Regions from separate parts of the Anas platyrhynchos genome. Here region 2 is linked to region 1. Evidence: chromatin contacts called from public Hi-C data. All regions are on one chromosome and are shown on one strand. The core of a region is the stretch at or near the end of the contact, and the rest is flanking DNA. Distances in the headings are between cores, read along the strand shown. Region 1 overlaps LOC110353382 (a long non-coding RNA gene). Region 2 overlaps LOC110353382 (a long non-coding RNA gene).

Region 1 (6,274 bases), core at 1,511-4,010:
ACTTGGCCACGGGGCCATACAACTGGGTTTGCAGACAGGGAGAAAGTGACAGGGCTACTCTATTTGCCTAAGTACTTGAGGCCAGGAGTATTCACATGACTGATCTGAAAAGCCCTTGAAAGCAGCTCTGTTAGGTAGCAGAAACAAACCCGCATGATTTAAGTGGCCACTCCACTCCATGCAAATAGGATTTGAACCTGAGAGGTGCAGCACACCACCAACTCCCATTTACTCAGACCATAGCTTGGAGCATTCAAAAGCTTTTGGCACCTCACAAATTCAACTGAGAACAGCAAAAAGCTGGTGATAACTAATCTATATGCTGGAAGCTGCCCTCATAAACCATTTGTTAAATAATTTAGGAACAGAAAACAGTAATAATAATAATAAAAAGAAGCAAAGTCTACTCCCAGATGATCTACAAACATGAAACAACACTAAGTCTGTGAAATAAACTCACCTAGCGCTACTCTCATACTCCCCTATCATTTCTTTTGATTCAGCAGCTTTCTTCCTTTTGGCATTTCTGGCTGGCAGGGCTGGATGTACTTGGTTAGAATTCAATACCACGAGGGGTTTTAGCAACTGAAAGCTGCTTTTTTCCCCCCCTTCTCTCTTCAGCAGCTCAACAGGAGGTAAACAAAACTTCTAGAAGAGTGACCTGCATGATTAAGGTCGGCCGAGTTTAAACTGCTTCAGTCCTCAACAGGACCCACCAGTAAAAATCAGAAGCTCCCTTTACTTTCTGCAACTAAATTATAAAGGAAGACTGAAACTGCCATTTCAAATCTCTGGATCAGCTGAAAAATACCCTGCAAAGTGATAGCAAAGCTCTTGCCAGTGCTCACTACCATTTGGTAGGTGTGTTTGTCCCAGCTGACTGCTGCGTGGTGCCAGATGCCAAGAGAAATGCAGATCATACAGGACAGGTGTGTACCATCATTAACTTGGATGAAGCACTGCATGGAAGAAGAAAGCAGGAAATAGAAGTATCAGGAGAAACGCCTTTCATGAGGCTTAAACCAAGACCCAGGAAGAGTAATAAATTCAACTTCTTATTGGCCCTGATCCAGTGGTGCATGTTACTTTAAAGATCAATGTCATCCAGTTGACTTCAGTCAAACATCTGCTTTCTGCTGCCAAGGGTGGTCAGCTACTGTCATGGCTTCAGTCTCCCTTCTGAAGCCATCCCTTGGCAGCAGCAGCAAAGTTCTGAACTACAACATCCAAACCTAAAGCCCTTTCAAAAGCATTGCTAAAAGTTGGGGGAAAAAAAATATTAACAGCAAGGAGACAGATGGTGCCATAATAAAATCCTCTATTCTTACTTATTTCCACTGCTTTTTCTTATCAAGACAGCTTCCCCCCAAAATATACCATGTTTGCACTTTGCATGTTAGATGATCCAAAGAAAGGACTAAAAACCTACCCAAGCTGATGGCATTAATCTGATGGCCTGACGAAGCTCAAACCAAGAACCAGTTACTAGGAAATAAAGACAAACCATGGCTGCTGTCCAGAAGAACTCATAAATCTAACCATCTCCTGCTTGCTCTCTTGTAACAGCTCTAATATTTCTTCTACTTTTACTTCTTGAAGATTGTTCATTATTATTACTTTCACCCCTTAGCCTCTCTCAGGATGTCAGCTCCATCTGCCACAACATATCAGACTGAATTTTAGCAAGTACTGTTCAGGTGTTCACTTTTCCCTTCTTGCTGAATTCTTATACTTGACATAAGACTTAAGAATACATATATACACACACATATATCTATTTAACAATAAATAAATATATTATCATAAATAAAGTCTCCTCACCTCCTGTCTTGTCTGCCTCTCAATTCCCAGTCACTCTTGTCTCATCCTTCATTTCCTTCTTACCTTGGAATTACTGAAAGCAATACAAAGATGATACATCTTCTTGCTTAGCAATGTTTTTGCTGATCATCTCAGCCACCACTTTAGCTTGTGCATTAGCAACCAGAGAATAAACTCTAATTGTTTTGACACTTCACCACTTGGCAACCCTTAACACAGCTAGGACTGTAGGCTTCAGCATTCAATTCTGCTTCTATGAGCAAAGAATTTCAGTCTGTATTGACTTGTACTTGGCTTCTCCCTTACAAATGTTTTCTGAACTTCTTTCATCTTTATCTTACTACTGCTAAGCATGTCATTTTCCTTTCCCTATTATTCAACAGCCTTTATATTCTTATGCAGCCCAATTTTCTGCCAGCATCATATTTTCATTTATGTCAACTGGATTACATGTTACTTCTACCTGCCTCCAAGTTACTGCCTTCTTTTAATGTCAGATAAAGTTATCATGCAGCAGACTGCACAGATTTTATTCAGCAATTGCATTCCTTTATGTTTTCAAATTGCTAGCCACAGTAGGCTGTAATTCTGCTACAGTATAAAGTGTTCGGCGAGACACAAAATAGAAATATGGGAACTGGCACTAAGAGTTATGGTCAGCTGTTCCTCCAGTGCAACATTCTCTTTCCAAGAATTACCAGGACCAACAGATTGCACTGAAGAGAAATCTAACATTTGTGGGATGACTAACCTGTCAGTAGGTGAGGCTTTCTCTTTTGTCAGATTAATTAGCAGTCATCTCCTTCCTTTAAACATAAGACTATAATCCTTCCAAGACTCCCAGCTTCATTTATTTATTTTATTACTGTAATTGGGTATCCTTCCTATATTGTTATGGCTGGCGTCAGTAGATGGCACTGTGACATACACTCTTTCAGGTTCTTTTTTGTTAGCCTGCAAGCAAAGGTTCAGTTTTACAATTTTGTGTGTGTGTGTGTGTTATAATTAGTTTTGTTTATGCAAGATTCTGGAGTCCTTCGGGAGAAAACTGTGGAAGCAGTGAGATAATTTGCTTTCTGCATTTGCCCTGCTCTGATTGAGGTCAGTTCTTGAGCCAGAATCAGTCTCTGGGTACCAGTCACTGAGGTTAGGCTGAGATTCCTCTAAGAAGGGATTATCCTGCATATTATTTGACGACTCTTGCTCCAATACTGGTACACCAGTCTAAATAGGGCAATTAAACTGAGAATGTACCAGTATTCCCCTCCAGTAGGAAAGCAATCTGCAGTGCCCAAGCTATCTTTTTGCCCTGTGACAACAGATACATGTTGCTATATTTAGAACATGACTCTGGTCTCCAAAGCAGCAAGAATGGTACATGGAACTGGAAAAATCAATCTCTGAAGTCCTTTGCTTTCTGAAGTTGGATGTCTAATGCTTGAGACCCAAACTACAAATTCAGGAATTCACGTTCAAGTATTATTGTGAGCAAACATGGTTCCTTGAATGACAAGTCAAAATCTGTTTAAGAGACATGAACTATGGCTAGCATCCTCTTAAATTCACTAGGACATGGAAAAACCTGTGGAATGTCAAGACAAAAAAAAAAATTGGTGCCAAGACATGAACTGAAATGCCTTCAAATGACTTGATGGCCAACATTTTCAGTGTCAGATGCCTTAACATATTTCCTTTTTTTGAGGGAAGAGAAGAACAAAAAGTGTCATCTTTTATCTAAGCTTAAGTTAGGAAAAATGATATAATGATACCTAGAAATCTCAGAGAAGGCACAAAGCTCTATTGAGCTAAGTGCTTTTCAAATACAAGATAATAAATGGATTTAGATGAAAATTTCAACTGATTTCTTTAAAAAAATCTTTTTATGAAAAAAAGATGATGAGCAAGAATGGTTAATGTTTATCAACAGTTTTTCACAAAAGCACCTTCAAAATTTCCTTGTATTTTACTTTCTCACTTTTAAAGCACCAAAATCAGCTCTATCTTTAAAACTTTGTTAATGATTTAAAGGAACCGCATGTGATGAATGAAAAAAAAAAAAAGCAATACATGAGAAGAAAGGAGAAAAAAGACTAGTATTGAGGAATACCAACAAAATATTGTTAGAATAAACATATTTTGTAAATATAAACACATGCACTCAGTGCATTGTGTGAAATGTCTTTATGACCTCACAGGGTGAAACGTCCTTCATAAGAGTGATGATAATTATCACCAATAGTTGATTAGCAAGTATCAAACTAATAAAAAGTGATCAGCAAATATAAATACACTTTCTATAAACTATAGAAAACTTTTATGGAAAGGTACCAGTAAGCTAATAATTCCTTGCAGCAACGAAGCTTGGTATTCTACTTCTACGTAACTTTTTAATCAAAGAACGTCAGAGGGAGAACAATAGTTTCATAGACTTTCATATCTGACCATGAAGAATAAAACAGGCTCTTCAAACTGTGACTGACCAGTCATAATGAGACTTTTAAAAAGTTGTAGGCTATTTACAGGAAGGATTTTGTATATCAGAGACCCAAGAAACGTAGCTGAGAATTATTTTCATTTAACATGCTTACAGCTAAAGTATTGGCTTCCATTCAACTAATAGAAATGTTAGTGCTTAGAGCCTGCATGCCTTGCATTCTTGCTGTAATACAATTCTGTATTAAAATCTATTCCAGTTGCTTGATTTATGAAAATTGTTAAAATGTGCTGCATTCGTACAAAGCTTACAGCATCAAAAGAAAGAAAAAAAAAATCAAGACAATCAATTTTTAAGCTAAAAGAAAGAAGTGAGAGAGAGCATGCTCCTGTCCCTATCTAATATGTGACACTTGAGCCCTTATAAAAGTTGCCTGTATCCAAAATGTGACAATTTTATTTCAGAAGGTGACGATGTTTTAAGAATTTGTTGCAACTTGTGGACAAAGTCGTGGTTGATTTGCTCTCCAGAATTCCTTGGATTTTGTAATATGTCAATACATCATGTTAATGCAAGTTTTTAAAAAAGGAGAAGAAAAAGCAAAAGCTCCCTTCCTTTTTAAGTATGAGTAATCTATCCAAATCCTACTGAGACACACAAAGGAACGCCGGCAATTTTCCCTTTCATAAAATGCGGACTTTCTTTAAATACTTCCTCCCTACATTTTCAAAGCACAGTTGTATGAAATGAAGGGGAAATGACACCCTTACCCATTGAAAAGGAGATTATGTAAAACTGGTTGGAGAAGCCAGCCGTGTTAATGCAAATACAAGTATGATCTTATTCATAAGTTGCTATTGTGCTAGAAGAACATGCGTTTCTTAGATGTGTCTACCTAAAACTCTGTGCAAGGAGAAAAACATTTTTTCAGGATACGTTACTCTGTTTTGCAAATAAATATGAAAGCCAAAAGATCACTTTAAGGAAGTGAAGGGCTTGGTTTTCATTGTGCTGAGCACTCGATTCCACTTGAAGTTAATGAGAGCAGTCAGCAGCCTTGACAATAAGACACTACAAGGATTTTGCATGCCCAAAGGTGCTGGAGACACTCTGTGAGGAGCCAGGGCCCAGCTCCTTTCCCACTCGTGGCCTAAGTTTCTTTGTGCTGATAGCAAGTGCCTGTTGTTTCTGAAGTAGCCTGTCCCTAACTGGTAATTTACGAAGTCAACCCCCTACTCTACTTTTTCAGTGCCCTATACTTCAGATTGCATTGGGCATAACCCCTAAAGCTGGCAACTTCTCAACGCATCCCTCAGGAAATGCAGCCAAGCCATTCCCATTCCCTCCCAACATCCTCAAACTGATTACATGCTGCATTGGGATCTTACTCCCCATGAGTGCCATTTGAAAGGAGATCAGTTCAAATCCCAGCCCTAATCATGAAGGTGCGAGTAACCGTAGACTGCTTTTGAGCTCTAGACGAAACAATGTCTTGGAGGCAAAGAGATCAGAAAGAAAAGCAACAGTTGTAAAATTAAGTCCAAATGAAATCTAGCACAGTGTATGGATTCAAAGTGGAAAACAAAGAGGTAGGTTCATGAATGTGTCCTTTTGCTAAGAAAGAGAATATCAAGTATATCTGAATGAGGTATGTATGAAATGAAGGGGATGTGATGCCCTCAGCCATTTAAAAGATAATGTATAAGTCATTGAAGAAGACAAAACTGCATTACCACAAACAGCAATATGACTTTATTCCTAAACTGCAGTTGTGCTGAAGGTACACGTCATGGGGTTTTATACATTGTATGTGAATATGCAAAGCCAATCACAGTATATTTTTGAAGTCATTGTACAGGGGGGTGTGATCCTTTTTCTTCTGTCTACCACTTCTTAGTCTTCTTGGCTTTCCATGGAAGGTCTTTTTAGTAGCACAGGGAAGCCCGAGGCCTTGGATGTGTGTATTTAACTTTTGATAGGTAAAGAAGGCCTAATTAATCTTCATTATGTGGAGTCTTT
Region 2 (6,444 bases), core at 2,924-5,423, 92 kb after region 1:
TCGTTTTGACCGAAAAACCAGGAAAGTTTTCAGTTCCAGAAAAGCACTACAACAAAACTTCAGCATTTGCTCAATATTTTCTTTTCAGTAATTTCCAACCACCGGTACATGCAACCATTTTATTCTTTATTTTCGAGCTAACAATCAGGAAGATCCGACCCGTCCCCTGGCTTTTTCATATATATATATATATTTATTTTTTTTTTGGCCTTTTTTTATTTTTTTTTTTTTAAACCCACGGAGCACATTTCTAAGATTAATCGTTCAGTTTTTAAACTTGGAAGCATGAGGCATGCTGGGATTTCAGCTGAGGTCAAGCACCAATGTACCGAGCTGTTACTGTTACGCTCTCAGGGTACTCTGTGCTGCTCTCAAGAAGGAGGAAAAAAAAAAAAGAGAGAGAGAGAGAGATGCTGTATGCACTGGCCTGCAGCAAGGCAAGTCTCTCAGTATGAAAACACAGGCATGGATATTAATACACCTACATATGTAAATATATATACATATCTAGGGTTTTATTTACCTACATACATATTCATACACACGTATCGTCCATATGTGTATCTATACACACACCTCAATAGCTGTATTTACATGCATCCATATCGTGTATATCTTATCTACACGCGCGGATATAATAATCGCTATATGTGTACACACATACACCCCCATATCTGCATCAGCTGTAAAATTATCTCCGGAATATACACACACAAAAAAAAATCTCTGTCATCCAAACGCTGGTTTTAATTCGAGATGAGATTTTTTAAGGTAAATGGCCACAACCACCGCCCTACTATTAGCTGATCAGCCCTAAGGAGGAGAGAGACACTTATTTTTTTTTTTTTCCCTTAAAAGGTCTACCAAACACTATTGTATGTGTGTGTATACGTCTCTATATATACGCACGCGTGCACACATATACATAGATATAAGATATTTTTTTTATAAAATAAAATAAAGATGTCAAAGCACAACTCACAGCTCCCAAGAGCCTAACCCGTGGATTTAAAAGCTAAACATCACAAGTTAGGGTCTCAGGGATTGAGAGGGGCGCAACAAACTATTTCTTGCAAAAAAAAGGGATCAAAAATAAAAGATAAAAAGGAGAGAGAGGAAAAGAATAGCAGGCAAGTTCAATTCATGGCTCAAGATTACAAAACAGGACACACAGGTGGAAGGAAAGAGCTTCTCTAAGGACCCTCTGTTGAGAGAATACATTCCATTTTTAATCGTTTATACAAAAATGACAAGGCGCGGCAGGTTCCTTACAGCTTCCAACAACGTCGCTTGCGACAAATACATTAAAAGTCTCCGCATTTAAATAACGAAGAGGAAGAAAGGAAGGGAAGTTCGGGGCAGTGACGGAATTATTTTCATTGTTTCAACGAAAAGGAATGCAGAAATAAGAGCAGGAATATGCAGGCTCTCCCTCCAGCCGCCTGGCACAAAGCATGCAGCAGCATAAAGGCGCTGCCTCCCCGCCCCCTCCGCCAGCCCCGCGGCCGGCAGGGATGGAGAAGAGGAAGAAAAAAAAAAAAAAAAAAAAAAAAAAAAACCCGAGTCGCAAGAAAATCAGGTAGAAACTCACCACTTGGAAGCGGGGGAGGCTCCAGTTCTTCAGCGCCGAGAGCTGGGGGGGAAAAGCCCCGGCGGCGGGGGGCGGGCGGGCCCCCGGGCGGGCAGGGGCAGGGGCAAGGGGCAGGGGTAAGGGCAGGGGTAAGGGAGGGCAGAGCCGGGACCAGGCTGGGTGCCCGCCGGGTTTTGACACCCGAGCGAGCGCGGGCGAGCGAGCGAGTGCGAGCGTGCGGTGTGCGCAAGCCGGGGGAGGGAGGCGAGGGGTGGGTGTGTGCAGCTGGGCAAGCCGCTTGCATTTTTAAAACATCTTTTTTTTTTTTTTTTTTTTTTTTTTTAAGGGGAGAAAAAAAAAAAAAAAAAAAGGGAATATATCAAGGAAAAGAAAAGGGGGGAAAAAGGAAAAGGAACCGAATTCCTCCGCAGCACCTCGCCTGCCGCCCTCCTCCCTCCGCGCTCCCACCGCCGCCGCCGTTGTTATTATAATTATAATTATCAGCGGCGTTATTAAAGCGGGGGGGCTGGGGGGGCCGCGAGCTGCGGCCCGGCTCCCAGCCCCTGCATCAGCTGGGGCCAGCCGGGAGCCAGAGCAAGCCCCAGGCTGTCAGCCCCGGCCGCCCTCTCCCTTGCCAGCCGCGGGCCGGGCTTTTTTCGAAGGCAAACCTGGAGAAAAACCCATTTTTTTTTTTTCCTTTTTTTTTTTTTTTTTTTCCCGGGGAGAGGAGGGTCCCCGAGCCCCGCGCACACCCGCACCCCCCCCACCCCCCCACCCCGCACACACACACAAAAGGGTCTCCATCCTGCACCGACTCCTCTCCGAGCACCTTGTGCAACCCCAGCCAATGGAAATTTACGCCGGCCATAACCGAGAGCAGGATTTCGTCCCCAGCTCGCCACCTCCTTCCCCGCTCTTCTCCCCCTTTCCCTCCCTCCCTCCCCTCCCTCTCTTCCCCCCCCCCCCCCCTTTCCTCCCCCCCCCCCAAATAAATAATATGGAGCTGCACCCTCCACCCATCTCTGGAGCTGCTTCAGGGCCCAGCGGCAGAACCGGGGGGAAGCCCGAAGGTGCCGGAGGGGGGGGTAAAAAAATCCCAAATTTCCGCCGCTCCGCGCCCGGCGCTGCCCAAAGCGGCCCCCCCCGGCCCGGCCCCGCACGGCCCCGCACAGCGGTCACGGGCCCCATCACCGACCCGGCGGCACTCCCTCCGTCCTTTTCTCACCTCAGGAGTCTGAGCCCATTCACCAAAGTCCTTCCTCGTCCAGGATCTCAAATCTTTGCCTTTTTTTTTTTTTTTTTTCCTCCTTTTTTTTTTTTTTTTCCTCCTTCTGGATCAGCCAGTCCCGACATCATTAAACTACAGTCCTCCTCTTCCTCCTCCTTCCTTCTCCCCCTCTCTGTCTCCCCCTCGCTCCTTTTTTTTTTTTTTTTTTTTTTTTTAATTTCAAAAAGGGGGGGAGTAAAGGCGGGGGGGGGGGGGGGGACGGCTGGTGGGGAGGGGGGGAGTAGACATAGCTGCATGAAGTGGCTGCCTTTTAGAAAGCACATTTAATCTTTACTGGCTCCCCTAGGCTTCGATGAAGTAGAAGGGAAAGGAGAGGAGAGGGGGAAAGAAAAAATCCAGGCAAGGGAGGCTGTTGAGGGACAGCAAGCATCAGGCTCAAATCAACGACCAGATGAAAATGTACTAGACCACACTGCCCCCTCTCTTCCTCTCGCTCTGTCTCCGTCTCTCTCACACACTCTCACTCCTGGAAAGCTTCAGTGTCTGGTTACAGACTCTTTTGGATCCTTCCCCCCCCCCCTCCCCACCCTCGCCCTTTGCCAACTATCCTAGAGATTCCTTGCATGCCTACTTAAATCTTTAACAGAATAAGGACCCGGCTCCCCCCGCCGCCGCCGCCAGCCTCGCACACACACCAGCCCGGCTCCCCCCTCCCCAATAATCCCTTAAGCTCCCGGGAGAAACCCCACAGCCCCCGGGAGAAACCCCAAAGCCCCCCAAGGAGAAACCCCACAGCCCCCGGGACCCCTCCGGCAGCCGGCTGCTGCCCCACGCCGCCATCCTGCGGGGGTGCTTGAAGGGAGGGGGGGGGGGGGGAGGCAAAAAAAAAAAAAAAAAAAAAAGGAAGGGGGGAGGGATGGAAGGGATAAGGGGGGGAATAGGGGGACCGCAGCCCTTCGCCTGGCATCCCTCTGGCTGGATCTGGATTTTAAAACAATAAAATCCGCCGCTGCTGCTGCTCTGTCGGCTTCCCCCCCGCCGCCCCCCCCCCGGCACGCTGCAGCCCGCAGCCGCCCGTGGAAATCGCAGGGAGGCAGCAGGCTGCCTGCCTCATGCCCGCGATGACTTTCGAGCTGCCAAGCTCCTCTCCTCGACCCCCCCCACCCCCCCCTCACACACACACACCCCCCCGAGCCCTCCCCACAAGCCAGCCCTCCGCTCAATGGCAGCCCCGCTGCTGCCTCGCAGCCCGGACTATATTTGCAAGATGTGCTAATTTACCAGCTATATGCCCTTGGATTTTGAAATGAACTCATCAGTCACTGCTCCTAGGACCGATGCTCTCCCTCTCTCTCTCCCTCACACACACACACACCCTCCGCTGCAGACATGTTACTCATTCTCCAAGCATTTCCTCTCCCAATGTCCGTCAGACGCATATACACTTCATTGATCAAACCAAATCCCCTGATAACGATAAATAATAATACAGACAGTTAACATCAGCGGGGAGCTGGGGGGGGGAGAGGGGCTGACGACTAAATCTGCATTGTGCTTTTGGAGGCTGGTGCCTGCAGAGCTGCACAATGCGGAGCGCAGGTACACCCCACAAGACCCCCACCTTGCCATGTGGGGCCTCACCTGCCACCCCACATCCACCAGATCTATGGGGCTGGGGTTTGGAAACACGCCACCAGTGCCCTAGACCTGCCCCTGTACAGGCTGCTGGTGGGAGCAGGAGGTGCTGCTCGCCATAAAGCACCTAGCACTAAATCAATAGGGCAGTCTCTTTGTTACGCCGGGCACTGCACAGGTGCTTTTAGGACTGCAGCGGTGAATGCAGCTGGATATCCACGGCTCCTGAGGGTGCACAGGGAGATTTTCCGAAGCACCTCCCTTAGTTCCCACTGAAATCCTTTGTACTGCGGACAGCCAGCACCTATGCGAGGCACCAGGTTAGGGAGGCGGGCTGTTAAACGTGCCTCTGTGCCTTGCCAGGTATTTTCAAGGGCTTTGGTTTCGGGGTTTTTGTGGCTTTGCTTCCTAGTTCTCTGGGGCTACAATGGGGGAGGCAGGGGAAGCTGCCTCTTGGGATTTTGGCTAGTTCAGCGTCTTGTGTGGGTCTGGCAAAGAGAAAGTGACTGCAGTGTAAGTGTTCGGGAAGTTGGGGAGGGTGGGGCTATCTAGAAATCTTTGACTCACTGGGGTAACTCCCTGAACACAGGAATTAAATTATTACTCAAAGCAGGCTACATTTTATGAGCAGCAGCCTTAGAATGAAATTCTGCATGCATACAGAGTTTGAAACGAGTAAAATAAACATATGGAAATACGTATACAATACATAATTCAATTATTGGGTGCAATGCAGAAGTCCCTGGGTGATAGAGGAGGTGGAATTATGCAGTAAAGGCAGTCCAGGAATCCATGCATACAAATTTTCTCATTTATACCGACACAATCCTGATTGACATCAGCCTAGATAGGGGAAGAATCAAACCCTGTGTACTGAAGGATCTAATCTTTGGGAAAAGTAGACTGGATTAGAGAGACGGTATCTGCCACCATCCTTTCACTACCCGTACAGATACCATCCTCAGCATCATAGCAGTAGGTAAGATTTTGCCATCACAGAGAATTATTTACACCCATTGTCTTTTTCACGTTCCCCTGTCTTCCTTCCAACAACAATAACAAAAAATGTTTGATTTTTTTTTTTAAAGTTTTGCTGCAAACACATAATTTCTTTACACAATTTAACCAAGTCTTTGGAGGATACTTATTTCAAGCAGTTAACACCTGACCCCAATTTTTGTGGGTAATTAGTGAGCTAGATAACCACACAAAGTGGGTAATTATTTAGTACCCAAGGGTACTGTACAAGACGGTAGAGGCTGGCAATGTTAACAAAAGCACATCTCTAATTATTGTATCCATACTGGTGATGTTTTAAGAAGAGTTACTCCATCTAATGATCCATGATAAATCAGTAAACTATTTTGCTTCCCTTAGCATATATGGCTGGTCTAATCAAGGGCAGTATGTGAGGGCAAAGCAAAGCCAAGCCCCAGCTTCGGACTATACACAGACCTCGAGAGAAGCCAGAGGCATCCACTTGGAGAAGTTGGTACGACTGGAAGCATCTGCTCTAGAACAGCAGCCCCAGAGCCATGACTAAGAGCTAACAGTTGGTTGAGCTGACTTGAGAAGCTTGTAGAATATGCCTCGGGGTCTACGTCTCGCTTGGCAATGTGGCCATGCTGGGGGATCTCTGTATGCAACAAGAACCCTAGTCGTGGCTTAGCAGAGTTCAGCCTTGCTAATTACAAATCACTTTGAAAGCTGTGCAAGTGAGGTGCTTTGTGCCTGTGGAAGGTCAAGGCCGTAATGCAAGAAGGTAGCATTGAAAATAAAAACAATACAAAAAACCCCAACCAAATCGTGTTGGATAAATTTCAAACATTTGCCATCTCTAGTGTCTAAATTTCAAAAAACACATTTCTCACATCGAAAATACTAAATCTTCATTTAGTATTGGGATTAGTATTAGTATTGGAGTTGTGTTTTTTTTTCTCTTTTCACAAATTTAAGAAGGGATGGGAACTATCTATTTCGAAATACAGACTAAATAAAGAAGATTCAGCTA

What was found. Hi-C and Micro-C count contacts between places; a contact is called where the count stands out from the background.
Region 2: a Hi-C map of F1 follicle shows a contact between it and region 1, with 2.3 times the contacts expected there. The contact joins two enhancer-like sites. A contact is called at or near these places in 2 of 8 Hi-C or Micro-C datasets (F1 follicle and liver).

What each region holds. Positions count from the first base shown.
Region 1 is chr25:7,197,406-7,203,679 of IASCAAS_PekinDuck_T2T, forward strand. The region is part of intron 16 of LOC110353382 (a long non-coding RNA gene); the gene reads right to left. Among named protein-coding and RNA genes, the nearest start is that of SORL1, 93 kb to the left of the region's middle. Within about 2 kb of position 2,761, at least 1 of the 8 cell types and tissues checked has an H3K27ac peak or open chromatin away from gene starts, as enhancers often do. A contact at or near this core is called in F1 follicle, where this site is marked.
Region 2 is chr25:7,287,753-7,294,196 of IASCAAS_PekinDuck_T2T, forward strand. It overlaps LOC110353382 (a long non-coding RNA gene), which reads right to left. Exons shown (of 18, transcript XR_011804905.1): 16 at 1,592-6,444. Among named protein-coding and RNA genes, the nearest start is that of UBASH3B, 180 kb to the right of the region's middle. Within about 2 kb of position 4,174, at least 7 of the 8 cell types and tissues checked have an H3K27ac peak or open chromatin away from gene starts, as enhancers often do. A contact at or near this core is called in F1 follicle, where this site is marked.